Regions from separate parts of the Oryctolagus cuniculus genome. Here region 1 is linked to region 2. Evidence: chromatin contacts called from public Micro-C data. All regions are on one chromosome and are shown on one strand. The core of a region is the stretch at or near the end of the contact, and the rest is flanking DNA. Distances in the headings are between cores, read along the strand shown. Region 1 holds the start of TM2D3 (TM2 domain containing 3). Region 2 holds the start of SNRPA1 (small nuclear ribonucleoprotein polypeptide A').

What was found. Hi-C and Micro-C count contacts between places; a contact is called where the count stands out from the background.
Region 1: a Micro-C map of ear pinna shows a contact between it and region 2, with 4 times the contacts expected there. The contact joins the promoter of TM2D3 here to the promoter of SNRPA1 in region 2. A contact is called at or near these places in 3 of 6 Hi-C or Micro-C datasets (ear pinna, psoas muscle and an unstated tissue).

The regions. Positions count from the first base shown.
Region 1 is chr12:10,783,767-10,788,447 of mOryCun1.1, reverse strand. It overlaps TM2D3 (TM2 domain containing 3), which reads left to right and starts at 2,471. Exons shown (of 7, transcript XR_007910364.2): 1 at 2,471-2,625; 2 at 2,949-3,026; 3 at 3,729-3,886. TARS3 (threonyl-tRNA synthetase 3) reads left to right here. Exons shown (of 19, transcript XM_051822271.2): 19 at 1,052-1,562. The coding sequence ends at 1,200.
Region 2 is chr12:10,491,728-10,496,224 of mOryCun1.1, reverse strand. SNRPA1 (small nuclear ribonucleoprotein polypeptide A') reads left to right here and starts at 2,950. Exons shown (of 9, transcript XM_070053320.1): 1 at 2,950-3,106. The coding sequence starts at 3,025. LOC138844530 (a long non-coding RNA gene) reads right to left here and starts at 2,058. Exons shown (of 3, transcript XR_011380437.1): 1 at 1,921-2,058; 2 at 1,655-1,746; 3 at 935-968.

The DNA of each region.
Region 1 (4,681 bases), core at 1,222-3,721, 290 kb before region 2:
GAAGGAGAGTTACAAAGTATCAAGAACTCTAGTATTACTAGCAATAGTGTATCAGACCAGCAAGGAGAATAATGGGAAAGTGATCTCATCACAAGAATTGACTCACCTTCCAGCACGTGGCAGGCCTTCAATACTCTCTTGCTTTCCTGGTTTATTAGAAACCTTTGGGGTTAACCTAATGGATGGGAAGGATTCCAAATGTAAAATGATCATAAGAAAATGATTCAGATGAAAAAATACAATGTCCCTGAGGCACATGGATAATTTGGATGCAGAATGGAGAATTCTGTCTTAAAAAGTGATTCTGAAACCAAGAGAAACTGATACTGACATGCCCGCAGGCATTGTAATGATGTCTCACGTAAGCTGCAGAAGTCTGTAGCAAGCAAACCAAACCCAGGGCTGTCTTGGCAGCTTTCCATTAGCACGGTTTGACTCTGTAGTCACTTGTGGTATTTCAATCAGGCTGCTTTTGGTGACAGAAACCTCAGATTGGCTCAGACACAGCGGGGACTGATTGGACAGGCACTGGGCCCTCCGGTGACATGAAAGGTGGAATTAAACGGCCACACCATGAGAAGGGGGACCAGGAGCTTAACCCTCGCCAGGATCCTTCCTCCGCATTTCTGGTGTCTTGCTCTGCTCTGTCAACCTCTACTTTATTCTGCTTTCCTGTGACCAATTTCTTCCTTCCACATGGCTGCCAGTTCTTGCACCGTCTCGGTATAGGTCACTAGAGAGGACAAGGTGTTACCCCAGTGCAGAGGACTCTGCTGGCCAGCATGGGCCTGCTTGTCCACCCCTCAGCATCAGGTACTTGGGGTGGAGTCAGGGTCGGTCTGAGAGAGTCCCTGCTTCCATCTGTGCCCCGAGACCACAGTCCTGCTCTCACATCCACGGGACAGGTTTACGAGTCTCCCTCCTCAGGAAACTCGCCACCGGAGGAGGAACCTGATGGTCATTATATTGAGCGTTCAGTGATGAACACTGAGGAAAAGCTCAGGATGTGTCACGTGGGTGTTGACTTCATGTTTGTTTTCCTTTTCTGCAGTGGTTGGAGAAAAGGAAATGGCGAATAATGCTGTAAACGTTCGAACAAGAGACAACAAAATTCATGGGGAAATTTCAGTCATTTCTGCCATTGAAAAGTTGAAGAATCTCAAGAAATGCCGCACACTGAATGCTGAGGAGGAGTTCTGAAGTTCGCCCCTCGTCCTGGCTTCGGTGTGGCTTTGTTTCCTCCCTGAGATGTCTCCCCTCACCAGCTGGGCTGTCAGTGCGCGTCCGAGAACCCTGGGCGGCTGCTGGGTCCCCCAATGGCCGCCGTTGAGAAGGGAGGAGCAGATGGGCAGCTGCTGTGTCCCGAGCTAAGCTCACTGCTGTGCCCGGACGACACCAAAGGGCACACCTGGGAAATCTTGAAGTAGGCGGTGTGTTGAAAGTCTTAAGTGCAGAAGTGTTATTCACTGAAAGAACTAGGGAATGAGGATTGTGAAATGCATTGCTGAGATGTGTGGTTTTCAAAGACAGCCGTCTAATAAAAGTCTGCAGAGCTTCCTGCATGTGGGGAATCTTATTTTCCAGTGATATCATGTCTCAGGTGTTTTTACGACTGTTTTTCCTAAAGGGCCCGGTGAAACTTTCTCTCTAGAACTGAAGTCATTGTGGAAGCAGCGGCCGGTACTCCACACCGGATTACTGACAGAGAACCCAGTGTTGTGGACTCTGTTTACACTGTCGCTCACAAGTGGCAGTTCTAGTGCTTCCAATTCCTGATTGCTCTGTTCACCGTTAGAAAAGATAAATCCCCAAATCAAGTGCATCGCGGGCGCCCGCCGTGCGTGCTTCCCCAGCTCGGATGGGCTGTGTCGCACCGACCCCGCAGGCGCGTGGATTTCAGATTTTAACCGGAAGGAGGCCCTGACTGCTCAGAACTGAACTAAAATTTATAGCACTAGAGATTAGCGATCCATCAAGGGACATTTAGCGTTTACTGGTGGTGGTTTTGGTTTTTCGGCCAGGTGTTGTAGGATTGAAACAGGCCTAAAGAAACCTTTCCCGCGTCCTGCGGGATGTGGGCAGTGAGGCAGCCAGCAGCGCTGGCGCGAGGTGCAGGCTGCGGTGAACTCGCGGGCTCGGTTCGCTGAGCAGACCCCATCAGGGCTCCCGTGCCTCCCGGCCACTCCCGGGCCGCCCACCCGCGGATGCGGATGTTTTAGGGGGACGGCGTCGCCAGGGACCCCGCACCGCCCCGCGTGCTTCCCAAGTCGGCCGCCCCTGCTTCCTGGCAGCTCGCTGCGCACTGCGGCCCCGGGGTGCAGTGGAAAGCGGCGCGGAGAGAGGCCCGCTATCCGCTCCCTCCCGGGGACAGCCGGGCAGGTGCACAGCCGGAGAGGAACCCCGGCCCGAGCAGGGAGCCGCGCAGGCGCGCACCGGCCCTCAGAGCAGTGCCACAGTGCGCACGCGCCGCCGGCGCCCCGGGCCGCCCTCGCGGAGCCCCGCCCCCGGCCCGGAAGTGCGCGGGCATCCGCAAGATGGCGGCCGCAGCGGGCGCGCTGCTGGGCCTCGGCCGCCTGTGGCGCTTGCTGCTCTTCCTCTCTCAGTTCTGCGTTCTGTCTGGCGGTGGTGAGTGAGAGGCCGGGGCCCGCACCGAGGAGGGCGCGAGGCAAGTGGTGCCCCGGGAGCTGCGGGAAGCTGCCGGGCCGAGACGGAGGCGGCGCGGTCGCTGCCGCTGCAGCCGGGGTCTGGCGCGTCCGGGCCGCCGCTCCCGGGCTCGCCCCAGCGCTCTGCGATGGCGAGCGCGGAACCGGATCCCGAGGCCGCGCTCGGTCCCTGGGTGCCCGCAGCCGGCGCTGCGGCCGCGCGGGTCGGTGGCCTGGGGCGTCCCGCGTGTGCCCGCGCGGGCCCGGGTGCGGCCCCGTCTCTGACCGCGGTGTCTTTGCGTTTAGAGCACTCGCAGCCGCTGGCGCAGCCGGTGAAGGATGCGGCCCCCACGCGTGCGTTCACCGCGGCCCCCAGGGCGCCAGGTACCCACGCTTCCTTGCTCGTGTCGTCGTCGTCGTCGCTCGTTTGGCTGCCGTGGCCGCGGGCTCACGCTCCTCGTCTCTCTCTCTCCCGTCCTCGTTCCCCGCGCCCTCCATCCCGTCGCCCGGCCCCCGAGGTTGCGCGCGAGCCCCGCACGCCACCCTCCGCGGGCTGTGTGACGTGGGAGGACCGCGCAGGGCCTGCGGGGACCTGGAGTCGGGTAGGGGAGGAACCTGCGCGCACGGCGGCGTGAGCACCCGGGGCTGAGCGGGCAGCCCTGGGCTCTGCGGGCCCGTCCCCGCCCGGCCCCGTGGTCTCCGTGAAATGACCCGGGTGGCGGTGCTGCAGTGTCAGCAACAACACTGTGCTCGCGTCTAAAACGCAGAGTATTTTTTTTTTTAGAGAAAGCACAAGAAATCCTGTTTCCCAAAGTCGCTCTCAAGAATAGCTGGTTCCACTTTGGCCACGGCTGATTTTCCCAGGTCCTACATCTCTCAGCGTTAGTTTTTCATCTTATAAAGTGGGAGATGTTTTTTCGCGCCCCTGACCCTGCCTGGCATTTTCTGTACGTTGTGTGTACGTGAGACCCTTTCGTGTGTGTGCCTCTTGCGAGGCAGGAGCGGCAGAACCGCACCGAGCCCCGTGCCTCTCGGGGTCCCGTGCGCCTGTTGGGGAGAGAGTGAGCTTCCTGTCGCCTCTCACAGAGACTACCGAAATCCCACCCTACGTGACCAAGTGTCCTAGCAACGGTCTGTGCAGCAGACTCCCTGCGGACTGCATAGACTGCGCCACCAACTTCTCCTGCGTCTACGGGAAGCCTGCCACTTTCGACTGTGCCGTGAAGCCGTCTGTGACCTGTGTCGTAAGTGCTGCAGCTTACTCTCAGCGGTCTGTGTGCCGGAAGCCTCATCTTCAAAGTGCAGTGTAGACTTCTGCAGGGAGAGAGGAGAGATGGATCTTCCATCCACCGCTGGCGCGTTCCCCAAATGCCCGCCACAGCCAGAGCTAGGCAAGGCTGCAGTCAGGAGCCAGGGGCTCCCTCTAGGCCTCCCACATGGGAGGCGGGAACCCAGGCACTTGGGCCATCCTCTGCTGCCTCCAGTATGGAATGCAGGCATCCCAAGTGGTGGCTTTAACCTGCTGTGCCACAGTGCCCACGCCTGTATTTTTAACTGCTCTGAGAAATATATAAATAGAAATGAAATTTAAAGCCCTGCGTTCCTCTCCGTGTCAGATTGCTGCTGTTGCAGTTACCCGGTAACTGTGATCTGTTGTTTCCGCTGGAGTGTGCATGACCAGAGTGTTGCTTTAGGGTTGGAGGAGCGCCCCAGCCCCCCGTGCCAGCGGTGCCCCCGCACTGGGTGCCTGCATTCAGCCTGCTGGCGGATCTGGGGCAGGTGTGGGTCCTGCTGGTGGGTGTCGGGCTCCTCGACGTGTGCAGGGGCCTGGGAGTGTCTTTTTACCAAGGCTGAGCGTTCGAAGGGCTCCGTCCTCTGCAGAGAAGATGGGTTCAGTAACCGCTGCAGTGCCGGGTGGCTGCCTGGTGCCCCGTCTTGTCTACAGTGGATTCCAGGTAGAAGCAGATGTGCCTCTGTTGAAGGTCACTGAGCTGCACATCAGGAATCAAATCCAGGTTCGCCGACCCTGCCCGTGCTGC
Region 2 (4,497 bases), core at 1,701-4,200:
CCCCTTGCACCGACCTCATGGCTCTGGCTGTGCCTTGCTTTCTTCCCCCCGGGGCTAACTCCGGTTAGCCTGCCTGTGTCGGTGCTCCCCTGGCGCCGTAGCTGGGCTTGTGCAGCCGAATGTGGCTGCAGGGACGCCTGCACCAGCAGAGAGGTCAGCGGATGCCCCACCAGCCGTCTACCAGCAGCACCGTGAGCAGGGAGGGGAGAGTGAGCATGTCCGGGGTGCCGCAGCCCAGACAGAGCAACAGCCAGAAGGGGTCAGCCTCCCCCAGGAGACTGATGAAATAAAGCCCAGCAGCTTGTTAAGGACCCCAGCACAGGGCACCACTTCACCATCTAAGACCCGGACGAGGATAAACAGGAGCGCTTTGCCCCCTGAGTGCTCGCAGCCCAGCATGTGTGGCGCTGAGTCAGACGTGACCTCCCCTTTTGTCCCAGATGGCAACAACTACAAGAAGCCCCCAGACGGCCATCTCGGGAGCAACGTTTCGCCATGGCTGGACCAATCTGCCCTGGGCTGAATGACTGCCCTCAAAGCCCAAACAGTGGACACCCCCTTGTTTAGACGGACTGACCACAGACAGGGGCTGTTGTGACTGGCAGGGATAGGGCTCGGCTGGGCAGCGTGTGCCTACGGATTTTAAGGGTCAGGACCGGGCACCACCTAGATCTATTCCTTCCCAGACAGGACCCTGGCTCACGGAGGCCCCGCGGCTTGCCTTGGGCTACACAGGCCAGGTTGCTCCCCTCCTGGGCTTGCTACAGGAGCCGGTTCTGCACGGGGCCAGTGGCAGCCACCATGTGTTCCTGTTAAACTGGCTTTAGTTCCAGAGGGTGATGCTTTTCTGACCTTGTCCCCAGAGGCTTTGGCACCTCCCCGTGGCCCCCATATGTGCATCCTTGTCCTCCCAGACTGCTGCTGACGCACGCGACGGCCTGGAACGCCAGTCTGCTGAGGCTGAGAAACTGGCCAGAAGAAATGGATCAGAAAGAAAAATTCAGTTTGCAACTTCATAAGAGATACCCAAACTGAACAAAACCACCCATGGTTTCATTTCAGCCCCTGTCAGGGTGCTGAAGCAAGGGAGACACGTGAAATAACCCACCAGGGGAAAAGCTAAATAAAATAGCTCTGTGGCCTGCAGCGCCATCTGGCGGTTCTTTCTAGAAGTGAAGTTTGGATACTCTGAACTATTTTTTTTTTAACAATCACAAGTCAAGATTATAAAAAGATTGCAAGTATAGCACACATTCTTTTTCCTGAACAGTTTGAGTCGATATCATTGACATGACACCCCATGAGCCTGAACACTCAGTGGGCGCTTCCTATAAATAAAGGTCCCCGACACCATCAGATGGTGTTCCCGCCATCCACCCTTGGCCCAGTGATTCCCTGCCAACGCTGCGGGGAGGAAACACGTTGCACTGAGTCACCCTGAACCTTTAAGGTCCTTCCCTCGCTGATCCTTGACTCCCACCACCTGGAGGCGTCCAAGGCTAGGGGCCAGGTGTGCGGGCAGTCCCTCCATTCGGATTTGTCAGGTTCCCTTGTGTTTCGACTCAGGAATCTCACAGGAAGTGGCTGTGTCCTCCTCACGGCATCCTAGCAGGGGCTACCCGACTGTGTTTTGTTCTGTGCCTGGCGACATTACCCTCGATCGCCTGATTAGGGCCTTTCCCCTTGGTTGGCTGAGAAACGGTGCCTGCCAAAGAGGGTCCACTGTCACCACTGCTCCATGCCGTGCTGCAGGTCCCAGCCAGTGTGAACAGGGATCCAAAAAGAAAAAGCCAAAGAAAGAGCAAGTAAAATACAAGGGGCTGGCTGTGTCCCGTGGGTTTCACTGCCGCCTGCATCCCATGTGGGCTCTGGTTGGAGTCCCAGCTGCTCCACTTCCGATCCAGCTCCCTGCTAACGCACCTGGGAGAGCAGCAGAGGATGGGCCAAGAGCTTGTTCCCTGCACCAGTGGGGGAGTCCTGGAAGAAGCTCCTGGCTCCTGGCTCGGGCCTGGGCCATCCCCAGCCGTTCTGGCCATTTGGGGAGTGAATCAGTGGATGGAAGATTCTCTCCTTCTCTGTCTCTCCCTTTCAAATAAATAAATCTTAACAAAACGAACAAAAAGATAGGGTCTGGCACTGTGGCGTAGCAGGTAGAGCCGCTGTCTGAAGCCCCGGCTGCTCCACTTCCGACCCAGCTCTCTGCTCTGGCCTGGGAAAGCAGTGGAAGATGGCCCAGTGCCTGGGCCCCTGCACCCGCGTGGGAGACCTGGATGGAGCTCCTGGCTCCGATGGGACCAGCCCCAGCCGTTGCCGACACTTGGGGAGTGACCCAGTGGATGGGAGGTCTCATGCTGTCTCGGTGACTCTCTCAAATAAATAAATCTTTTTATATATATAAAAAAAAGTTAGTTAAAAATGGAATTTCTGTAAATGGCCTTTACAGTACCATCCAAAAAACTACAAATATCTAGAGCTGCAGGCGCGGGCCGAGCCTGCGGGGAGAGGGCGGCGGCGGCCACGCGCGTCACGGGGCAGGCTGCAGGACGCACGCTTCCAGTCTCTCAAGGTCGGGAGACCCCCGCGGGCCTACCGCAACCCCACCAGACCCGGGCTTGACTCCCGGGGCCGGCCCCGCCGGCGCCAAGCGGCCACGCACACCCTCGCTCCCACTGCGCGATGCCCTAGTGTGAGAGAGGTCCGCGGGGCTCTTCCCCCGGTTTTCCTAACTTTCGGACCCAGACGTCTAGAAGCGGGGCCCCCCACCCCCACCCCACCCCACCCGACCCGACTCCAGAAAGCCCCGGGCGGAGAACCCCGCGCCCGGCCCGTCCCCAACGCCAGCACGGAGCGCCGGCCGAGACGACCTCCCGGGGAGGCGTGGCTCTTCGATTGCTTCGGGCTGGCGGTCGATCTGCGATTGGTGCGGCCTGGCGGCGGCGCGGGGCATGCCGGGACGTGTGCTCCGCGCGCGGCGGCAGCGGCAGGCGGGGGCGGCGGCGGCGCGGGGCGGCTGGCGGCGGCAGCATGGTGAAGCTGACGGCGGAGCTGATCGAGCAGGCGGCGCAGTACACCAACGCCGTGCGGGACCGCGAGCTGGACCTCCGCGGTGAGTGCGGGGGGCGCGCGCCGCGGCCTCGCGGCCGTCCCGCCGGCGGAGCCTCGAGCTGGCTTCCGGCCCGGCGCGTAGCGTCGCGCGGGCCTCGCGGGCGGGAAGGCGGCCCCGGCGGGCGGGAAGGCGGCCCCGGCGGGCGGGAGCTGCTGGGCTGGGATCCGGGCGGGAGGAGGCGGGGCCCCGATGGTTTCTCACCCGATCGTTCCCTTCCGGGAAGCGGCCTTGAGGTGGAGCCGTCTCGCCGAGCCTGGGCGCGTGGGGCGCTCTAGAGGCGTCGGCCCGGACTCGGCTTCCCGGGGATGGGGGCCGGGCTCGGCTTCCCGGGGATGGGGGCCGGGCTCTGGGGGCGTCGGCCCGGACTCGGCTTCCCGGGGATGGGGGGCGGGGGCCCCGGACTCGACTTCCCGGGGATGAGGTCGGGCTCTGGGGGCGTCGGCCTAGACTCTGCTTCCCGGGGATGGGGGCCGGGCTCGGTTTCCCGGGGCGGGGCCGGGCTCTGGGGGCGGGGGCCCCGGACTCGGCTTCCCGGGGATGGGGGGCGGGGGCCCCGGACTCGGCTTCCCGGGGATGGGAGGCGGGGGCCTCAGACTCGGCTTCCCGGGGATGGGAGGCGGGGGCCGGGCTCTGGGGGCGGGGGCTCCGGGCTCTGGGGGCGGGGGCCCGGACTCTGCTTCCCGGGGATGGGGGCCGGGCTCTGGGGGCGGGGGCTCCGGGCTCGGCTTCCCGGGCTCTGGGGGCGTCGGCCCGGACTCGGCTTCCCGGGGATGGGAGGCGGGGGCCGGGCTCTGGGGACGGGGGCCCCGGACTCGGCTTCCAGGGGATGGGGGCCGGGCTCTGGGGGCGGGGGCCCCGGACTCGGCTTCCCGGGGATGGGAGGCGGGGGCCGGGCTCTGGGGGCGGGGGCCCCGGACTCGGCTTCCCGGGGATGGGGGGCGGGGGCCCCGGACTCGGCTTCCCGGGGGTGAGACTGCGGCGCTGGCCGGAGGTTGCCCGCGGGCGCCCGTTGGCTGTGCTCGCGGCCTGGACTCCCCGCTGACCTTCGGGGGAAGCCCCGGAGCTGCTATTTTGTAGCGAAAGGCTCGGTCCGAGAGCAAGCCGCCCCTTGGGCCGCTCCCAGGTCTGGTGGGCGCGCCGTGCTGAGCAGCTCTGGATTGGAAACGGCCTGGCCGCGGCCCTTCCCTCCTCCGCTGGGCACCGAGCGCAGCAGTAGGCCCCGGTTAGAGCGGTGGGCTTTCGGGCGAATTGTTCACAGGGCGTCGCCTTCAGGTCTGGATTGGCGCTGGGGAGGTGAAATAAAGGGCTGTGGTGACGGCATGAGCGCGTCCCGGGAGCCTAAGGGCTGTAGTGGCGTCATGAGGGTGTCCGGAGAGCCTGTGGACTCTGGT